Linked DNA regions of Neogale vison: region 1 is linked to region 2. A link is a contact called in public Hi-C data. All regions are on one chromosome and are shown on one strand. Each heading gives the region's core, a stretch centred on a gene start, on an enhancer-like site or on the middle of the called end of the contact. The rest is flanking DNA. Distances are from core to core; before and after follow the strand shown. Region 1 has its middle 13 kb from the start of DLX3. Region 2 holds the start of PDK2 (pyruvate dehydrogenase kinase, isozyme 2).

The links. A called contact is a pair of places that touch in the nucleus more often than the background predicts.
Region 1: a contact with region 2 is called in a Hi-C map of fibroblasts, with 8 times the contacts expected there. The contact joins the enhancer-like site here to the promoter of PDK2 in region 2. A contact is called at or near these places in 2 of 3 Hi-C or Micro-C datasets (fibroblasts and muscle).

The regions. Positions count from the first base shown.
Region 1 is chr5:45,758,704-45,763,867 of ASM_NN_V1, reverse strand. No RefSeq gene overlaps it. Among named protein-coding and RNA genes, the nearest start is that of DLX3, 13 kb to the left of the region's middle. Within about 2 kb of position 2,802, the one cell type or tissue checked has open chromatin away from gene starts, as enhancers often do. A contact at or near this core is called in fibroblasts, where this site is marked.
Region 2 is chr5:45,703,255-45,707,727 of ASM_NN_V1, reverse strand. PDK2 (pyruvate dehydrogenase kinase, isozyme 2) reads left to right here and starts at 1,355. Exons shown (of 11, transcript XM_044248727.1): 1 at 1,355-1,399; 2 at 4,256-4,397. The coding sequence starts at 4,330.

The DNA of each region.
Region 1 (5,164 bases), core at 1,553-4,052, 55 kb before region 2:
AGTGGGTTAAAGCCTCTGCCTTCGGCTCAGGTCATGATCCCAGGGTCCTGGGATAGAGACCCGCCCGCATGGGGCTCTCTGCTCAGCGGGGAGCCTGCTTCCCTCTCTCTCTCTCTGCCTGCCTCTCTGCCTACTTGTGATCTCTCTCTCTGTGTCAAATAAATAAATTAAAATAAATAAATAAATAAATAACAGCATCTGTGGACCAGGAAAGAAAATAATAAGAATAAAACATAATTTCAAATAACTCCATACTTTTATGTTAAAGACATAAAACATGCTTAGATAAAATATTATCAAGTTTTCTTTTTTTTTCTGGTATGGCTGCATTTTTCTAGAAAGATTGGCCCTCTAAAAAGCTAGTCACTGTGGTTGAGGGCCCTCACTGCCTTCTGGAAGCCCGGAGCTTCACAGAATTCAAATGAGGTCTACTCATCTCTCTCTCCATCTGCTTTCTATGGGGTTCCCCCCGCCCAGGCTTCTTCACCTAAAAATCCTAGCCAGGAAAGCGCTTCTCCAGACACAGTCTTGGGATTGGGTCTCAGTGGGTGCCCTGAGTTCACACGCCTGTCCCTGACCCCCTTACTGTGTCCAAAGGAGCCTGGGTTATCAGCTCTTCCCAGAGTGGGAGGGAGCCTGTAGGAAGCCAGCTCCCTCAAAGACAGCTAGGGGATAGAGAAGTGGCAAAGGGAAACCCGGGACTCTTCCCAGAAGAGGGGAGAGATGCCGTGCAGGCAAAAGCATCTTTAGCTATCCATTACCCTGTTGGTGGCCAGCCAAAGTGCTTTCTCCTAAATCGCTTTGGGCCAGCTCCCTGAAGCCAAACAAACATGCATCCTTTTTATCACTTACTATATTATATTGAGATGATCTGTCACTGTGTCTCTCTTACTGTTTGGACAGTGAGTTTCTCAAGGACAGGAGCCTCCCCTGATCCCGCTCTGTCCCCTATACCTTGCACCCAGCCGGGCACGTCACGGATGCCCCGGGATCCCGTTCTTGGCTCGGTTCTCAGCCCTCGGCTCACTTGTGCCTGGCACGATCTCTTCCGCTCCTATGGCTTTCGACGACAGTTCCAGCACAGGTCCCCCTGGGTGCAGGGCTGGGTCTCCTGCTGCTTTCCGGATGGTCTGAGTTGGACATCTCACAGACAGCTCAAACTCTTTTGGAAATGGAACCTCCCATCTTTATCCCTAAACACTAAGCATTCTCCTCCTCCACTGCTCCCTTTCTCGGGGACCATCGGTCGGTCACTCAATTTACTCTGCTCTCACCTGCCACCATCAGTCTACCCCCACGTGTCTGTTTGTTGTTTTTGTTTAAAGATTTTATTTGTTTATTTGTCAGAGAGAGAGAGAGCACAAGCGGGGGAAGCAGCAGGCAGAGGGAGAAGCAGGCTCCCTGCTGAGCAAGGAGACGGATACGGGACTCGATCCCATTAGCCCAGGATCGTGACCTGAGCCAAAGGCAGCTTAACTGACTGAGCCACCCAGGACTCCCTCCCTTACATGTTTTTGATCCTGCTTCCCAGATATCTCTCAATGTCCTGTCTCTCTTCATCCCACTGCCCAAGCTCAGGACGCCTCCCTGATGGTACAGTAAGGCTTCTGCTCCAGACCTCCCCCAGCCTGTCCCTCGGTGCTCAGCACCTGTCACCTTCACCAGGTGGCTCACTTCTCCAGGTGGCTCACTCCTTCTTGTCCTGGGAGATCAGTCCAAGGAGAAGCCCTCTATGTGGCCTCAGCCCTCAGCCGAGAGCCCTGTACGTTGCTCTTCCGTGCTTTCCACCCCCTTATTCATTCAGTCCTCCTTTCAGTGGTGCATTTGACTGTGTGGCCACTGTGGGACTTGACAGCCATTCGACAGCCTGTGGTAAAGCCTCTGCTTAGGCAGGTGGTCTCTTTGCTGGCCGGTTTCTCCTTGTAGACTGTGAGTGTCCAGGGAGCAGCCGCCGTGTCCCTTATCTCGGTGACTCCAGCCAGAGTTTATCCCGGGACTGGCACGTAGTAGGTGCTTAGCAATTGCTCCATGAGTGAATCAGCAGGGCGGCTCCCACAGAGGTTGGCAGACTTGGAAAGGGCCAGGTAGAAAGTATTTCAGCTTCTGTAGGCAGTGTGTTCTCCATTACAAACAAGAGGATACGCAAATATAACACTGTATTTACAAAATCAGATGGGCCACCCTGCCTCAGGCTGGCCTTCCAGTCTGGGTGAGGGGTGGGGAAGCCCTCTGATTCTTTCTCTGCCTTGAGGACAAAAGGGAAAAGAGGAAAACATGAAGGTCAGCCATAAGTAGAATTTTCTAAGGAACAAAGGTCAGGGAGGAATTTCTTTCCTTGGAAGCTTTATTTATTTAGTTATTTTTTGGGAAGATTTTATTTATTTATTTGAGGGAGAGAGTGGGGGGGCGTGGTGCAGAGGGAGAGGGAGAAGTAAGCTCCTTGCTGAGCTGGGAGCCTGAGTGGGGTTCCATTCCAGGACCCCAAGATCGTGACCTGAGCCGACTGAGCCACCCAGGCAGCCTGGAGGTTTTAAAAACACGAGAAAACTGCCCGATTATAGCTGAAAACCAAGGTGGTGAGGCCTGGAGAAGTGCAAGGAAAGTGTTACAATCCAGGCTTCTGCCATTGAACGGGGGCGCTGGGCCCTGACCTCGGCCTGCAGTTAGCACAGTCGCCACCAGGTGGCAGGCCTGTCCATCTCTAAATGCTGAGGACTCTGGCTGCTGGGAACTCAAGTTGGTTGATAAATTTATTTATCCATCATTTATTCATTCATGATTTGTATTCCCCAAGCACTTTGGACTCCTCCTAAGTGCCAGAAGGCATTGTGCTAAGTGTGGGGAGGAAGCAAGTGGCCAAGACTAAGATTGTGTTCAAGGCATCTGCCTAATGCCTCCCTATCCAGCGGCAGGTCAAATGCCCAGCTACTTGTCCGTAGCTGGGGTTAGATGTCTGTGGGGCAGGCCTGCTGCCTGGGTCTGTTCCCACTGAAGCCTCGTGGAATCGTGCCCGTTGCCCTCCATTCTCATTCAGCAAGAGCCAACGGGCAACAGGCCCTGAGCGAGGTTTGGATTGCCTCCCACCCCGATCTCAGGTCTCCCACAACGGGTCTCAGGTGCAGCCACACACTGGTCCCTGGGGCTGAGGTTTTCTCCATCTCTGTTCCTCTTCCAACCAGGCCCAACCTCAAACCACCAGTTCCTCCCCTCCCCTGTACCTCCCTTCCCTTTGCTCCGTTCTGGCAGCTTTTCTCCTAAGTGTCCATGCAGAGAGCAGGAAGTGGGCACTGGAGCAGGCCCACGGCCTGGGTGTTTTGAGATCACTGTACCCCTTCTGCCAGAGGGAGGCCCCACAGTCCACAGAAAGCCGGGGTGGTCAAGGGTGAGCTTGGAGGCTAAGAACACACCTGAGAGTAACTGCCCTAAATTGAATCAGAGGCCCCCATGCACCTGCTTCCTTGAGGACCTCAGGAGCCCCAGGCTGCTCCTTATGCACTGGGACTCCAGACCCAGCAGGGATGGGGTAGCACCTACCAGGATCACTTTTTGGACAGGGTCCCCAGATGGCTTCCTCGGCCATCAGCCAGGGAGCCCAGTCCTCTGGAAGAGCGCCAGCCACTGTTGTGCCTTATTTCCTTCTCCCCTCTTGTCCTGCCCCAACTTCCCTGGCAACTGGGAACCCCCTCCTTCAGCCCAGTCCCCGTGCCTTCTGACTCACTGTGCAGCTCAGCTGAAAAGCATCTGGCCATGCCCAAGGCTCTGGCATCCAGCCCGTTGGCCCTGCCTGAGAGACGCCCCTTCCTCAGACCTTCTACCAAGTGCCTCCATGAGGATTATGTCCATTGAAAACTTCACCATCTCATCCCCAAGAAGAAAGTCCCCTCTGATAAGGGGGGGTGGCAGAGCACACTCCCCCCGCCGCCGTATCCTGTGCCAGGTGGAGTGGGAGTCCCAATCTTATCAGCTCATCACATTCTGAACATTCCTCGTGGGCTGGGGGGAGGACGGGTGGCCAGAAGAGGAGAATGCTGCTGGGAAGATTGACTCCAATATCCCACGTCTTGGGGTACGCCAGTTTCTCTCCCCACCCAGGGCTCAGGTGCCTCCCAGCCCCTTGGTTTCTGTGTCTATCTCCTCATCCTCTTCTGATCTGTTCTGTTCTTCCTCTCCCTCCATTTTCTCTTCCCTCTCTCAGCCCTGTCATCCCAGGAATTTGCAGTAGAATGTGGGGGGACCAAGCTAGGGTTCTCTGCAGGGCCTTTGTCCCTGTTCTAGGCAATCAGGCACTCAGGGTTTGGTCCAGCCCCAGCTCGTCCCCACTTCCCTGTGCATCCTGAGTCTGGGACTTGCCCTCTCTGGTCATGGGCTCATCCTACCGCATGAGTGCAGGTATTCTACACCAGCCTCTTTCCACGAAGCCTCTTTCCAAACTGCACAGGACCAGAAGTGAGAGCCAACTCCTCCATGGCCTCCCACCTCCAGCCCAGGCTCCCTCCCTCTCTTGCTGCCTGCCCAACTTCTTTATACAGCATCTGTCGGTATGGGTCCAGTACTTGGACAAAGTTTTTCTATTCCTAGAACATATGGCACGATTCTGGCCACCTCCCAACTTCTGACCAGAGTGGTGGTTGAAGGGGGGCTGGAATCCAGCAAACCTGAGTTCTAATGCTGGGTCTGCCAGTAACTTACTGTGGGATCTGAGACTAGTCACCACCGTACTCTGAGCTTTAATTACCTGAGAAATGATGGGAGTGGACTGGTCGTCTCATGTTCCAGAGCCAAAGGGGAACACCCGGGGACCTAGACTGAAGGTTAGATGGAGGACCTGAAAGGGAGTCATCATGGAGGTGCTTCCCTTTGGAGACAACTCCTTTTTGTTTTTTGAGTGCTGAGCAGGCTACTCCCAGGGGCGCCCCTCCCACGAAGTGTTCCCTACCTCAAGCCCTTAGACCATTCTTTTATCAGAAAAATGTCCAAAAGTGTATTACTATGTAGAGTATCTCCAAACACACACAGCTAGCATCAAGCTTAATGGCGAAATATTGGAAGCTTTTCTACTGAGATCAGAAACCAGACAAGGATCTCCCTATCCCCACTTCTGTCCAGTATGATACTTAGAAGACCCAGACAGGGCAACATGTCAAGAGAAAGGAGTTATGAGAAT
Region 2 (4,473 bases), core at 106-2,605:
TACTTAAATTTTGACAATAGTAATAGCTGTTAATGATTAATTATTTATTACGTTTATCTCGGGGTTCAGTCTCATAATCTTGAGATCATGACCTGAGCCCAAAACCAAGAGTCTGATACTCAACTGACTGAGCTACCCAGGCGCTCCTCCTTACTTAAATTTTGACAATAGTAATAGCTGTTAATGATTAATTATTTATTACGTTTATAGGCGAGGCACAGGGTCGGGTTGTTGTTGTTGTTGTTTTAATCAAAGTACCTATTTGCAACCTGAACACGGCACCCTCCAACATCATGAGTGATTTAATTGCTAGCTGGAAGGATGTTTGGTGGTCCTCCCTGATGACTCTGTGGCATGTCTGCCTGGTGGTCCTCACTCTTTTTTTCCTTTTTTAAATGTGCCTTGTGCTATGCCAGGTGCTGGAAATAGAGCAGTTAATTATACAGACACAGCCCTGCCCTCCTGGAACTCAAAAGTCTAGTGGAGAAAACAGATGAGTCAGCAGACGATTTCCACTCAGTCTGATAGGAGCCAAATGGTGCTAAGGTTGGGCAGGTCTAAAGAGCCCTTAGAGGTAGCCCAGAACCCAGCCTCGTAGGGCTGGAGACTTGTAGAATGGATAGGTGGCAAGAAGAACAAATGATCCCAATAGAAGAGACAGTATTTGCAAGGGCTTGGAGACTGGAGGCGGGTTCAAGGCAGTAGACAACTATGACTGGGAGTTGAGCAGGGGAATGTGGAGGGGAGGAGGCTGGAGAGTTAAGCCAAAGCAGATCGTGCAAGAGCTGGAAAGGCACCAGTAAGAAGCAGAGAGCCACTGAAAGTCTGTGAGCAAGAGAAGTAACAAGTTCAGATTTGCTTTTGAGAATGATCCCCGAGCCTGTTTCCTCATCTATATGATGGGGATAATAATAGCACCTGAGAGCCGTCTGAAGAATTAAAGGAGATAATGATGCAGACAGTACCTGGCACATAGGTTATTATTCATTCAGCTAAGAGTCCCTTCCGTTGGGAAGCCTCTCGCATTGCTCCGTGTTGACTGTAATCACATTCTGTTACACAGTAACTACTTATTTACTTATGCAGTTACCTCCCAAACTAAGAAATGAAATGATCCGGGGAGAAGACTACCTCCTTATCCTTTCTGTGTTTCCTGTCCCCAAGACAACGCCCAGCACATATTGAGCACTCGGTCAGTGGTGCCCAGGGACTGAACAGTGAAAGAGAGAAAACTTCAAAGGGACAAGACGGGAGGGGGGCGGAAGGGGTTTCGAAGGGGGGTCAGGGCGTACCGCGTTTCACCACAAGAGCGCGCGCTCTGTTCCGCCGAGAGTTCAGGGCTGCTGGGGAAGGGCGGGCATCCTGGCGCCCAGATCACCTGCCAGGACCTTTCTCTAAGGTAATGCGAAGATTGTCGCTTTCTCAGGTCAAATGAGCAGCGAATAATCGAAGTGTTTTGAAAACTGCACTGACAGCGCCGATGTTAAGGCCTGCCTCTATCACCGTCAGTCCTTAGGGTTTTGACTCCGGCCGTCCTTTCCCGAGCCGCTCGGATCTTTGTGGAAGGTGGCGGGGGAGGGGGGGCACGTCTGTATGAGGGATTAGCATGGTCTTGCATCCTGATCCCGAAGTTTGCAAACTTTCCCAGTCCGAGTCACTGTCATCCGGACTGGGAACCCACCAGATCGCCCCCCTCAAGGAGCGCAAGTGGGTGTCAGGACAAGTGAAACAGGTCCCTTTGAGAGGGAAGCTATCGGGACAATTTCAGGGAAGGCGAGTGAAGGAGATCTGGTAGGGCGCGGGAGAGAAAGAAGTAAAAGGGAGGAGGAATGACGAAACTCTGGGGAGGCAGGGGTTAAGCCGGACTGGGCCCGTAGGAGGAAAGGGCGGAGCCAATGCTCGGGAGGCGGGCTCTCGCCGCGGCCTCGCGAAAACAACAGGCCGCCCAGGGCAAGGACGGGGTTAAGGGGGCGGGTCCAGGGGGAAGCCACGTGCCGAAGCGAGAGGCGATTGGCTCTGCCGGCGTTGTTTGTGAGCGGCCATTGGCGACGTCGGAGCGCCTCGACGAGCCGATTGGCCGGGGCTTGGAGGACTGCCCGCCCGGGGGCGGGGAGGAGGCTGCAGGTCCCAGTCGCTGGGCCGGGCTGGGCCGGGCTGGGCCGAGCTGGGCCGAGCTGAGCGCTGGCGCTGCCCGCTGTAGGACCCGAAGCCGAGCCCAAGCTGCGGCCGCCGCTGCCGCCGCCGCCGCCACCATGCGCTGGGTCCGCGCTCTGCTGAAGAATGCGTCGCTGGCAGGGGCGCCCAAGTACATCGAACACTTCAGCAAGTTCTCCCCGTCCCCGCTGTCCATAAAGCAGTTTCTGGACTTTGGTACGGAGTGGGTGGGGTGGGGGCGGCTGGCCGTGGGGGCTCGCGGAGCTCGGGGGGCGGTGAGGGAGGGGGCCCTGGCCTTGAAAATTAACGCGGAGAAGAGAGGCCCTGCGTGACAGGGAAAGGTTGCTGGGGTACAGGCAGGGAAGAGTTAAGGCAGTGGGGGGAGGAGGGGCAAGGACTGTCCCTGAAAGGGTTAAGGTATCCTGGGGAAAAGCTCTGTACTGGGCTGTCAGTGGGAAGTGGGGGCACTGAGAAGGAGGGGTCTAAGTATGTCCCTGGGCTTTGTGAAAGGTCTTGCCCAGTAAGGCGCAGCAAGGAGGTGATGTTAGGGCAGGAAGGGAGTGGGGTATATCCAGACAGAAAGGGTTAATGGTGGTTGTCCTAGTGACTCAGAGTGTTGGAGAAGAAATGGGGCAGGGATGCTGGTGGGAGTAACAAACAAGGCGGGATTAGGAGGTGCAGACAGCTGGAAGGAGACCTGGGCTGGGGTGGGCATCCTGGGGTCAGGTGGGGACCCAGCTCTTTAAGAAAAATGTCAACAGGAGGGAGGTGGCTGATGAGCACACCCCGACCCACTGAAGAAACCCCAGCTGGCCCAGTAGGCAAGGACACTTGAAGAGCAAATCTGTTTGGGCCTGGCTTCCTGTCCCCAACCCGGTGGAGGCCTGGAGCACCATGAAGTGGAGTCAGAAGGCTTGCAGCCTTGGCAGCCCCTAGGTTCCTGGGCCAGCTCACCCACCAGCAATGCCCTGGGGTTGCCTCTGGAGCAGAAGCAAGGCTGTGCCATTGTGGCCACTGAAACAGGCATTGTGTGGGCCCTGTCCCCTGTCTGTCTACGCGGCATTTCCCTGGTGCCAGCTGGGGATTAGGACGGGGTGCCCAGGTCTCTCCGGAGTTGAAGAGACAGTGCCTGGCTCAAGTTACAGCTGCGTCACTGAGGGGAGAGGGTGGGGAGGAGGCAACCAGGACACAGGGCCCCTGTTCTTCAGGACTTGTCTGCCTGTCCCCCTGCCCTGTTTGAGCTCCCCCTATGTAGAAAAGCCCCCTGGGCCCGTTGTCAGCCACCAGTAGCTGTCCAGTCCAAACTGGACCCCAATTATAGAAATGGGCTGGGTGGGGCTTAAAGTAGAGTTTGGTCCACTTGTAGTGCAGTGGGGGAAACAGATCTTGAGAAGGGTAGTCACATGCCCTAGGTGGCAGACTTGGAAGCAGAACTTAGACTAGCATCTAGCTCTTCTGACTCTAGGCCATGGCCTTGGTCTACCACTCCCGTCTTCATCTTGAAGCCAGACCAAGGACCAAGACATTTGGGCTCCCATCCTTGGGCCCTGTGTGCCTCCCATGTGGGCATTAATGCAGGGACAGCTCTACAATAGTCAACGAGACCAGCCTGGGTGAAGACAGACTGGGCCAAAAAGAACGCTGGGGCCCCACAGATGCCATGGACCAGGCACAGTGGCCCTCAGCCAGGCCCAGACCCGGGAAGGCATGGTCTTCCCGAGCTCCTCTGCCCACTGGATCCACCCCTCTCTACCCCTTCCACCTCTCAAAGCGAGTGTCTGCTAGGAGAGGCAGAAAGTGAAGAAGGGAGGTAACTGAGGCCAGAGCTGGCTCCAGATGGGCCTGGGAGTGGCACTGTCCCCTGTGGTTGAAGGCAAGCAGGCTTGGGGTGGGGGGGGACACAAGCTTGGAGAGGATTGGGCAGGGTGGCGTGGTGGTGGGCGCACTGCAGGAGATCAAGAGAGCTGCTCTGCTCTGTGCCCTTGGTCACTTCTCTGAACCCTCAGGAAATGAAGGATTTAATCGACCTGACCCCTGAGATGACCTCTGGCTCCCGTGGTTTGCAGCTCTGTGGGCTCACCTCTCTCTCTCTCTCCCTCAGGGTCCAGCAATGCCTGTGAGAAAACCTCATTCACCTTCCTCAGGCAGGAGCTGCCTGTACGCCTGGCCAACATCATGAAAGAGATCAACCTGCTTCCTGACCGAGTGCTGAGCACACCCTCGGTGCAGCTCGTCCAGAGCTGGTGAGACCCCCAGCCTGGTCCCTGTACCTCCCACTCTGCTGCCAGATGCCCCTGGGCTCCCAGAGTCTCTGTGCTC